Linked DNA regions of Zea mays: regions 1 and 2 are each linked to region 3. Evidence: chromatin contacts called from public Hi-C data. All regions are on one chromosome and are shown on one strand. The core of a region is the stretch at or near the end of the contact, and the rest is flanking DNA. Distances in the headings are between cores, read along the strand shown. Region 1 has its middle 120 kb from the start of LOC103641559. Region 2 holds the start of LOC103641555 (U-box domain-containing protein 12). Region 3 holds the start of LOC103642697 (WPP domain-associated protein).

Evidence for each region. Hi-C and Micro-C count contacts between places; a contact is called where the count stands out from the background.
Region 1: a Hi-C map of leaf shows a contact between it and region 3, with 5 times the contacts expected there. The contact joins the enhancer-like site here to the promoter of LOC103642697 in region 3. A contact is called at or near these places in 5 of 25 Hi-C or Micro-C datasets (ear, endosperm, leaf and 1 more).
Region 2: a contact with region 3 is called in a Hi-C map of ear, with 1.8 times the contacts expected there. The contact joins the promoter of LOC103641555 here to the promoter of LOC103642697 in region 3. A contact is called at or near these places in 2 of 25 Hi-C or Micro-C datasets (ear and endosperm).

The regions. Positions count from the first base shown.
Region 1 is chr10:108,869,691-108,873,549 of Zm-B73-REFERENCE-NAM-5.0, reverse strand. No RefSeq gene overlaps it. Among protein-coding and RNA genes, the nearest start is that of LOC103641559, 120 kb to the right of the region's middle. Within about 2 kb of position 2,144, at least 18 of the 20 cell types and tissues checked have an H3K27ac peak or open chromatin away from gene starts, as enhancers often do. A contact at or near this core is called in ear, endosperm, leaf and 1 more, where this site is marked.
Region 2 is chr10:108,586,592-108,590,494 of Zm-B73-REFERENCE-NAM-5.0, reverse strand. LOC103641555 (U-box domain-containing protein 12) reads right to left here and starts at 2,254. Exons shown (of 2, transcript XM_008664903.4): 1 at 1,110-2,254; 2 at 1-904. The coding sequence starts at 1,709.
Region 3 is chr10:108,739,049-108,743,111 of Zm-B73-REFERENCE-NAM-5.0, reverse strand. LOC103642697 (WPP domain-associated protein) reads right to left here and starts at 1,509. Exons shown (of 7, transcript XR_002265550.2): 1 at 1,079-1,509; 2 at 1-354.

The sequences.
Region 1 (3,859 bases), core at 895-3,394, 130 kb before region 3:
AGTTTTACACTCTGTAGAGGTTACACATCTTTACCCAGAAGTCGTGTTATCCATTTGACACAGGGTTGATCATACCCCATACACCTCTACCAAGGAAGCAAGGCAGGGTACCACTACAAGGCCTTTACAAAGTTCCACTAGCTTCAGAAACCCTGCTATAGTTTCTAGCGAGCGAAGCATAGGAATCCCCGTCTGAAAATCCATCGCAACAAAATCAGCCCGATAACCTCACTATACCGACCACTCCCCTACTGCCCTTGCCCCTTTCGGGTAAGGTAGTCCTCCAATACCTTCCTAATTAGTCCGCCAAGCACGTCCCATACCACCATTGTGGTAGCACTGTTTTCCCGGGTGGTCGCTCCATGTTCCAATTAACAATATGATCTTATCATGAACAATAATTAAATAACAACAAAATTGGAACATGATCATAATAAAACATTAGTTTCCCAAAACCAGGTAGAGCAATAGCTACTCTACCCAATAATTCATCTGTTTGCAAGGTGGGGATAAATAATGTTAGGTAAACCTATTAGGTCCCATCAAATTAACCTGACCATGTCACAGTGATTAACGCGAACATTATTAGGTAAAAAAGAGTGATCAAGGGCACAATTTGCTTAGGACTCGAGATTCCAGGTACCAGGATGATCTTCAAATTCTCGTGACCTCACTGTTATTCGTAGCAATTCAACAAAAAGGGTATATGCAAAATTAACATCATACCAAACATCAGAACAAACTGCATAATAATAATTTACATGTTTCTACGAGATCGTGGGCTCGAGAACCACTAAATTCGGAGTTACGGTTATAAAGTTATGATTTTCTAAAGATTTAGGAGTCAGGTACAAAAGAAATTAAGTACATAGTTTCAATTTAGGTTTCATAACAAAATAAAGTTACCAAGGGATAAACAATATTATTATGGATCTAATGCAACTGGAACGCGTCAATTTGGAGACATATTCATAAAGTTATGATTTTCCTAAGATTTTATACTTATTCTTACATTGAAAACTATTTTCTAGATTTATCTTGGGTATTTTAATGTTTCCTGGACTGCTATTACTATTTCTAGGAAGCTCGGGGTTTGATTTGTAAAGTTCAGGACTAATCCGCAAGACTCTTCCACAGCCCCGGACGACGGGTTATTTTCTGAAATCCCAGAGGGGTCTTTTGCAAAACAGACGGGTCGATCTGTATCACGATATTTCCATCGTCCGATCGAACACTGGCGGCCCAGATTAGACGCACCCTTCAACCAAACCATTATCTATTTTGGGCCCTTGGATTCAGGATCCGCGGTCCGATCGGTGACCACGCCATAAGCTAATCCGAACCACTCGCCATAAGATCGAGGGTCCCGATTTAACCACTAAAGGGGTACGCGCCACAACTAATCTGAGGTGTCCCTCTTTAGATTAACGACACAGATCCTATCGCCTAAAGCGGTATCCAAAATCTAATCCCGACCGCTCCTATAGGGATCAACGGTCCACGACAAACCCCTTCTCCCTCGAACCCGAGTACAGCGGCGCCGGGCACCACCGCGGTGGCGCACTCGCTGGCGAGCAATGGGTCGGCCGCCTGGGGACCACATATCGAATACCGAGGGATTCTACACATAAAGAGGATGACGACGAGGAACAGAGATGGTTTCTTACCACAAATTTGGGCGTTAGCAGTGGTGTCCCCGGTGAGAAGCGACTTGGCGGCAGAGACAGAGCTTCGACGAGCAATTCCTTGCGCACAAAATGATTTCAGGTTCGGCCGGTCGGTGCACGAGATCCCAGAGTTCCTCGACTTTCACTCGTGGCTAAGAATCAAGGTTGATTCGACGGGGAGGTGAGTACGACTTGCAGCGGATTCCAAAGCTCCCTGCGCCAGCGACGGGGCATGGGGTACAGGTGCTGGCACCAAAGGATGGGTGAAGGGGATGCCGCGGCGGATAGATATATAGCCTCGCGAGGACGCCCATGGGGAAGATCCGAGGTTGGGCATAGGAATCTACTTGGGCGCGGTCGCGCTCGATCTGCGGCCTAGGTTGTTAGGAAGATGAAGCTGACATCCTAGGCCCCATGCCAGCGGCACATATGTCCATATGCGGAGGTAGGCGCTGGACACCAGGACCCACTTGACAGTGTTTTGCATTGGAGAAGTGGGCCAGTGCGGTAGGAAGGAGAGGTTGAGCAGGGGGCCCCCGCTATCAGCAACTCAATGTATTTCCGCAGACAAGGAGAAGGCGGAGGGGGGTAACGGGCCATGCGACTTGGGTGGGCCGAGCCATGGTCAGGATTTGGCCCAGCGCAAATTTTGTTTTTCTTATTTCTTTTCGATTTCCTGCTTTCCTCCTTTTTGTTTTAAATCCAAGTTGAATTCAAATCTAAGTTTATAATTTGAGACAAATGCTAAGCCAAAACACCAGAATGTAGTGCAATAATATTTTATTATTTTATTTATTTATATATTTATTGTTCCTATATAAGCATGTGTGTGTTTTTTATGCCATTCATACATACAAAGAAAATAGTATTTTCAAGGGTAGGTTCTTCCTAGTGAATTCCCTATGTTATAGAAGAATTTAAATTAAATATATATATTGGTAAAGAAGGACTTAATTAATTTAGGTTCCTCTTATTTTATCTTTTACTAGACAACACATTCATTTTGGGAGAAGTAAATTTAATGCAAGAAAATTTATTACTAGAAGGTATTTCAAATTCAAATTCTTTAGGAAGTTTTACTAGATTCTAACATTAGGATTCTTGAGGTCTTACAATGGATAACATGTCGCTGCAATCTAAGCCCAGTTAGAGCACATCAACACTTTACCTCGCATTGCGAAAAACATATTCGGTTATATATTTATTTCTTCTACTTCCCTCTAGGTCCACCTTAAGGCTCATGCGCCATATTTGGTAGACCATCATTTTCTTCATTTTTCCTCTATTGTATCTAGTTCGGGTTGGTACAACCAAGCCTCGCTAGAATTGTTTTCTCGGTCCCACCTACTTAACTTGGCATTGTGAAACGTATTTAGTAATATATTTATTCCTTCTAAATCTAGGATTAAATTTATTTCTCACTCCCATTTATTTTACCATGCCTTGCAAAAAACATGTTTGTCATATATTTATTTTTTCTACATCATGACACCAAATTTGGAAAACTCTCATACTAATTACCTTGGTTTCTTTGTGTTTCTTGTCTCTAGTTTTATGACCATGCCACCAAAGCCTCATTTATTTTTTTAGCCCTACTTGTGTTAAACCTTACGTTGTAGAATTTTTTTCTAACGTATTTATATTCCATCTATACATCTACGTCCCAAATTTGGAAACTCAGATACTCCAACTCCTTTTACCAGTTAGCCAAATCTGAAAAGGAAATTTTAATTCTCTTGTTTTTTACGTATTTCTCCAGAAACCCCTATATTATATAATCTACCATAATAATCAACAATCTATAGGTTGAAATACATGCTATAAGCTTGTGTTACCACATATGTATTTACTTTATGTGATTAGTGTCTAGTTTGCATATGTTGGGAAACCATCGTGAGAGTAGACACTCTTAGTTCTATACTACAAACCTAGGAGTGTTTCCTTGCCCTTTGTGGAGATGACCGACACAGTATATAAATCATGTGGTTTATGTTATTTTTTGAAGGAAAGTTGTTTATATGGATTGTAAGTGTTGTATATGTATGAAATATTGTTGCTTCTGCTGTTGATTGTTGTTCTCAAGGGGATGATGTAAAATCAATGCTAGCCACTCTTTCTTTCTTCTCTAACGCACCCACTTTCCACTTCATAGGCAAGAGGAAACACATGGAAAATTAGTACAACATCAACAT
Region 2 (3,903 bases), core at 1,005-3,504, 150 kb after region 3:
AAACGAAAGTTTTCCAAAGGAGCACACTCGTCTTCTGGCACAAGTCGTCGTCCTTAATCGATTCGAGCTTCAAGTAGGCCTCCCCGAAGGCGACAGAAGAGCCGGAAATCCGCAGCAGGATGTCCTGGGCCTCCTCCACCAGCCCGTCGCTCCGCAGCGCGGATATGGCGGCGTCCACCACTCCCTCCTTCAGGAACTTGCTCTGGTTCTCCTGGGCCTCGCAGAGGCTGCCAATAACCTTCGCCGCGGTCTTCTTGGCGCCTTTGTCTCCGACGTAGAGCAGCTCGACCAGCGGGGCGAAGCCTCCGAGCTCGCCGATCTTGATCTTGTTGTAGTGGTCGTCGGCCAGCAGCCCGAGGATGCGAGCACACCTCGCTCGCATGGGCGCTGGACCCAGCAATGTCCTTGCGATCAGCACGGGCAAGGCGTACTGGTCGTCCCCGAACACCGCCTTGTTGGGCCCGTAGGAAGCCGCTTTCTCCAAGATCCTCAGGATGACGTCCTCCAGTTCGGGGTCAGGGTCCAGGCAGGTCTCCGGCAGGACGGTGACGAGCTTCGCGATCGTCCCGGGGCGGCAGCCGATCAGGTGTACGACTGCGCTCTCCTTGTCGGCGAGGACCTTGTGGAGCAGAAAAAGCGACTTCCGGACCTCTTTGGAGCTTCCGGGGGAGTGAGGCATTAGGGTGGCTTGCCCGATCAGGACTTGCAACTCGTTGGAAATGTGAGGTGGATTGGTGGCTGCCGTCGTCACGCATGCAATCTTATTTTCTGCACGCCAATGCTCGATGCAGAGCTTGATGAAGACGTTGGGGATGAACATGGTGTACGGGACAAGCTCGCCAGTGACGGGACAGATGCGCCCGTTCTTCTTCTGCCATTTCTCCAGAGCTGAGCGATCAACTGTCTGCAGCCACAGCCACGGAAGAGTCTGCTATCAGTATCTAACTGATTAAAACACATAGCCTCAACAATTTCAGACAGCAGATTTTTCAGATTGGCACATTGCAAGAGACCCAACATTAAGAAACTTGTTTGCAGATTGGCACATTTCTGTCATCCAACACTAAGAAACATGTTTGCAGAAATATATAATTCAAGAACAAGCGTACCAGGACCGCCACGAGAACAGAGCCGATGAAAGATTCATCGCACCTTTCCGGAGGCGATGACGACGGGGTTCTCCATGACCTTGTTGGAGATGGGGCAGATGAAGAACTCCGGCACGCCCACTGGGCCGATCCAGCGCTTCCTGGCGTCGGCGCCGTGGTGGAGCTCGACGTCCGACGCGTTCTCCAGGGCCCGGAACGCGCACTCGAAGAGGTCGATATGCGGTGGCGGGCTGTTCTCGTCGCAGCAGAGGCCCGTGAACCACTCGAGCTCGGAGACCGCCTCCACCGTCCGCATCCACCGCTCCAGCCCCGCGAGGTCGAGCAGCCGCCGGTTGACGAGGAGCTCAGTCTTGATCGCTTCGGTCCTGGGCCCGGTGTTGGCGCCCATGGTTGCGTCCAGAAGCTCGGCCGCGGCCTTGCCCGTCCTCGCCTCATCGGAGCCGACGAAGGCGTCAATAACCTCCGCCCCATCGACGACCAGCGGAGCCACGAGCTCCTGGAACGAGAAAGCGACGGAGCTCTGGTCCACCTGCGGCTCCTCCTCGTCCGCCCCACCTCCCTCTCCTCCTCCGGGACCAGAGTCGCCCGTGTCGGCGCCATCCCACGATTCGAGAGTGGGAAACCCCTCCCTCATCTTGGCGATGATCTCCTTGACGCCGGTGCCATCCACACCGTCGCTCGCGGGAGCATCGGCGCCGGACCTTCTTGGCGTTGGAGATCGCCGGATCGTCCGCACAGAGCTGCCCATCCTCGTCGCCATTATTGTGACGCGGCGCGGCGAGGGCGACCTCAACCCTGAGGAGGCCGCCAGACCGCCGCGGTGAGGAGAAGGCGACCTCGATCCCGGTGATCGCGGGGGAGGCAAGGGTCGACCGCCTGGAGGAGAACGCGGCCTCGCCGTCCGCCTGCGCAGCGTGGACTCCTCCTCGTCGATCCCCTCCTCAGACCAGTCCATGGGCGGCGATGCTGCTGGCGTTCTTGGCCTCTTCCTGGGAGGGGTAGAGGAGTTTTGGGAATTGGGTGTACGGCTTTTGGCGGCAAGGTGGGCGCCGGGCGGAGACGAATTCAGCCCAGGGCCAGGCGCAGTTTGGGGAGATATAGGGCCTACTTAGATCCGCTTCGTGCCGGATTTTGGTATTTTTAGAATCGACTTATGCTTACCGTAGTGTTTATTTTGAAAAATCAATCTATTCTAGATGAAGTGGTCCATTATGAGGTGATTTTATAAATTTGGTGTAATAAGCTTATTTCTTATATTATTACTAATTATTAGCCTACGAGGAATAAAATAATGATAGATCAACTCATATTATTTAACAAACCAAACAAAAAATTGAAGAGTGAGAACATGATGGACCTCGTTCCTCAAACTAAACACGCTACAGATATTTCACTTTTGTTTGTTTGTGTGAAATCATTTTTAATTATTTAAGTTAATGTGAATGTAGAATATATCGAGTCATCAGGATGAGAAGAAACTCCTACGGATCATTCAACTTCCTCCGCATCTAAGTCCAAAGATATTCAGATTCTTGTGACACCTCGATTTTCTAAAAATCCAAATTATTAAAAAAGTATTTTAGAAAAAAAGTTGTACCAAACAGGCGAGGCGACATAGAGATGAAAACATATATCCGAATAGTTAGAACAAATATAATATTTTAAACTAGGTATATATGAAATTTGATGCTAATATTTTCTTATGTTATAAAACATATTATAAATAAGAATAGAATTTTGCTTATTTTTATCCATTATTTGCTCCCTACAACAACAAAAAATGAAAAAAATATATGCATATGTTTCTGATTGTATCCCGATTTTATATCTATCATTTAAGAATATATATATGATAAATTTAAGGTTTATCTTTTATAAATATTTATAAGTTTAATGATAATAAACAATAATATGAATTCACATAGCTGATTCTATTTCTATTTATATACAATAAAAAACAAAAAATAGTATCCAAATAATTATCCATCTTCATTCTGCCAATACAACATCGATAGCCTCTCACGCTATTCTTTATGTTTCTTTTTTATATCTATTTTCCTCTCCTATATCTTTTATTCTTCTCTAACAATATTATCTATATCTCATCTTCTATATATCAAATACTCAGTTATGAACTTATTTTGCTGCAGATTTCTATACATATATTTTTTGTCACACTCTCAAACATCTTATACATATTTTAGTTTTCCTTTTGTTTTCATCTCCCTTCGGCAACTCGATCTTAAAATTATGACCTCATCATTGACGACGGATTCAACCTAGTGAACTATGTTGGCCTTTTGATTTGCCATCGTAATTGTTTATTGGTTTTTTTACCTATGCACGTGGAGTTATATTAACAAATTTTTAATCTCTAGCTGACTAGTTGTGGCAATTGTGTATCACCAGCGGTTGACGCATGCACTCTCTTAATCTATCTTTATTGCGGAGTGGAAAAAAGGCACCAAAATAAAAAAAATCGTCGGTTTTTTGTTTAGGGAATTGGTAAATAATTGCCAAACATAGAGAGGAAATGAGGTTAGATGAGAAGTAGCTAAATTTAGAAAGTTGTTTACAATCAAATTGTGATTGGTAAAATGACAAGTTCTAAGGATAATTATAAGTCATCAAGACATGTTAAAAGACGATTGAAGTCTATCAGAAAGTTGAGAAACTCGGGAGTTATGAGTGTGACTTATATTTCAATAGATAAAAATCTGGTAGATCCTTTTACGAAGGGACTGTCACGTAATGTGATAGAAATCACATCGAGAGAGATGAGTATGAGACCCAT
Region 3 (4,063 bases), core at 260-2,759:
GATGAGCTTATTAAGCTGCTGATCGACTTCCACTTTCATCAAATCCAAGTATTCTGCGTAAGTAACTTCTACATTTGCATCCAAGAAGTGTTGATGCAGCCCTGACACTACAGTTGCAAATGGTTTGAAGTTGCTTGCGACACTAGAGCAATTATGACACGACAATCCTGGCGATGGCGCAGTTGCATCGTTGAACTCGATTAAACCATTGTTAAGCTCTGCAGAAGTCTTAGTGTCACTGGAAGCCGGTCTGTTGAGCAAGGACAGATCACCCTGGGCGGTAAACCATGATTGGTCAATGGTGACTGGTCTAGCCAATCTACCAAGAAATGGGTCCATTCTTTCATCCAACACCTGCAACATCGATCATATAAGATTCAACAGTTGATTGCACATTCAGAACACTAACTAGCTAAACCATTATGAATCTAAAACTCGATGCCTGGCATGAAAGCAGGAGATACTTAATTTCATAGGAAATGAAAGTTTAACAACAACAAGTATCGACTCACATGCATTACTGTTCTGAAATTCACTAACCGGTAGCGGTAGGATCCGTCCAGTAAAGTAAAGTAATAAATCAATGTAGACGGACTCTGGTGGCGGATGTGAAGTAACATGTAACATTGATAGCAGCAGGACGGGTAACAGAACGTGAACGCCAGTACATAGACAATTATTCCATACTTGCATTCCACACCACACTCAATCACACACAGAAGTGAGAAGCCACAGCCAGCTGCGGTAAGGCGTAAGGAAGTAACGGCAATACTGCAAGGTGAGATCAGTTTTGACCCGCTCTGTTCGTCACTTCGTCTCCCTTGTGATTTCCGAACTCCCGCACCAAAAGCAGAGCTTGCACTGGAGCAGTGAAGTTGCCTGACTGGAATCGCTCATCCGCCTCGATCCAAAAAAAAAACTGACAAAAACGCCGGCAAAGCGCCTCAAACCACACGCACGACATCCCCGCTCCGAACGGCACCAACCAATCCGAAGTTCCGAAAAAACGAAACCCCAGAGGCCCTGAACCACCACAAAATCCTGAACAACACAAGCGCGGCGGCACGGAGTCACTTACAGGCTGGATCCGAGCCATTGGCGGCGCAGCGGGGGCGGCTGCTTGCCTGCTTTAGCACCTCCTCGGCGCCGTTGCAGACGGCACGCGGCACGGGGGCTCAGTTGTTCCGCAGCCCTCAGCGAGGTGGCAGGAAGGGCTGCCGGCCTGGGGACGAAGGCGGCAGTACAAGAGGAGGGCGTTGGTGAATCGGAGACTGGTCGCAGTGAATTCGTTTGGATTTGTGCGGGCGATCGCGAGGAGGAAGACGACGCCGCGGCCGCTCTTCCTCACGACCAAGTATATGCTAGAGAAGCGAAGGAAGAACGAGTCGTCAGCTCACCGCGCCGCGGGAGGAGGGTAAAACTGGCATCGGGCGCGGCGCGTAACGGCCGTCAGCCTGCTGGAGTAGCTGCTGGTCAGTGGGCCCGCTGAGAACGGGCCCGCAAGGCGGTGGGGGTGGTTGGGAAGATGGGACGTGTTGTAGTGTGTGATGGCCGGTGTATGTGGGGAGGTGGGGCCCGGCCGTCGGCGGTAGTGGGAGCGCGTGGTGTGCTGAGCTGGATGGGTCATTGGGTTGCGGGGGGCGCGCCTCAAGATCCGAGCGGGGTTTGAGAGCGGCCGTCGGATCGGCCTCCGGGATCGTTGTGAGGGCAGGCCGGTTCCGGCTTTGCCTGCACAAGTGGACACTGTACAGCTGGTTTTTGTTGCTTCCATCTCTTTGTCATTTTCTACTCTCTCTAAACAAGAAAAAAGTACGTGTAAGTTATACATTTCAAAAGACATTACACGACCTGTTTTCACTGAAATTGTCAGTGTGTAGATGGGAAGGGAGCTAAGCTGAGAAGTCTCAGTTGCCACTACTTGGCCATGTGTTTACTGATCTGCGTCTGATTTGTTTCAATTAAGAAAAAAGGTACTGGGCTTGGATCTACAGATTTGTTTTCAGCTATTCTAGTACTATACTAGTATAGGAGTAGATCGTCTGATCTGGAGATTTTGGCGCTTGGCATGTTCACATGATCACATCAGCTGATTGACCGTCGGCACAAGAGATGTGGTTTCTTTCATTGCGCAAATCTCGCCATCAAAGTGATGTGTGACGTGATACTGTGGTAGGCCATACGATTGATCTTTAAATATAGATAGCAAGATTTCGCATGGTAACAATTCACAAATGTGAATCAAACGGCACCTTGTGTGAACAGGTCAAACATTCAGTCACCAAGAACTCTTTTCGTAAAATCGTAAGTCACAAATGTTAAATCAACCAGCTCCTTGTGTGAATTAATGGTGAAAATGGGTGACATGCACATTGTGATGTATTCCTCCAGCGCGGCAAATGTCTCACAAGATCTGCACGAAGCTGCCGGAAAGTGTGGGTCACTTACATATTTATTGTACCACCTGCCCGAAACATGGGAGATTAGCTACACTTCGGAGCCATATTTACAGATCACTGACACCTATACAGATCACGAGATGTGTGCTGGTATGGTACCAGGTGAAACAAGCTCTTCTTTTTGTCGCACCTGCATGCTGGTGGAGGTTGCATGTCCTGTCCACAAGGGCAGCGGAAAAGGTGACGAAAAGGTGGAGAAGTCCACGGAACGTTAATTCTTTTTACCTGAGAAACTGGTGCAGATGGCCTAGGGCGGACCAGACAACCAACAATTAGATGGAGCAGCAATCATGCAAGAATGCAGGGCCGTAAGACCAACATTAACATATATATTAATTTGTGTCCCCAGCAGAATAAACGGGGGGTCAGTGGAGACGATAGTATCTGCCTTTCTGAAAATCAATTCTGTCCTCTCTGATAGGGTGGACAAAGTTGAGTAGGCCAATATAGTTATGGATATAGATGGTCATAGGGGTGAAAACGGGCAGATACGGACGGATAGTAGCTCATCCTGTATCCTACTCTAATGTATTTAAAACAGATTCGGAATCGGATACGGATAGTTAGAAACGGGACGGATACGGATACAGGGACCGGATATTTATCCGGGCAGATAAGTGACGGATACGGATATTATTTGATCAGATATCGGATACTTGTCGGATAATGCATTAATTGGTTATCATAAAATATTCTTGTTCGACCACGAAATTGCAAGTAAATTAATACTAATAAACATTTAATAGAAGATAATCTCAAGTTCCCACATAAAAATGGTAAAGTGAAGTATTGATTATGTTGAAACTTGATACTTAGAGTGATTTCACGTGTACCCACGCAATAAGTGGAAATAAAATAGAAGAAACGTTGACATCCTGTGGATTTTATGGTCTCATTATTTTTTATGACCATATGTGGCCATATGTTGTACCTTCGTATAATTTCATAGATTTCTGAGGCTATTTGTACATTATATTCAAATATTAATTATAAAATTGCAAAAAAATCTTACCAAAACAAATAAACATTCTATTCAAATAAAACCTCAAGTCTCCACATGAAAATGATAAGTGAAATATTAATTATGTTGAAACTTCGATACATAAAATGATTTCACGTGTAACTCACGCAATAAGTGAGAGTGGAATAGAAGAAACACCAACATCTTGTGGATTTTATAGTCCAAATGTTTTTTAGAACTATATGTGGATATATGTTGTGTCCCCGTAAAAATTCATGAATTTTTTAGGCTATTTGGTGTATTATTAATTTCTTGTTGTAGAAAATCATCAAAATACAATTAAATTCATAAAAATATTATAGTGTCGACCGGAAATTACAAATAAGTTACCAATATTAATAAATAGTTTATAAAAAGATAATCCTAAGTTCCCACATGGAGATAATCTTAAGTCCCCACATGAAAATGATAAAGTCTATTATTTTGATATAAATTTAGACATTATTTCAATGATTTTGGCCTAAATATATGTCTAAACAAAAATGTGTTGTACTACAAAGTTATAGATCTTTTCGAGCTCTACAATTTTCATATAAACTTTATCTTCATCCGATTTCATATGTAAAAGTTATGATTTTATAACTAT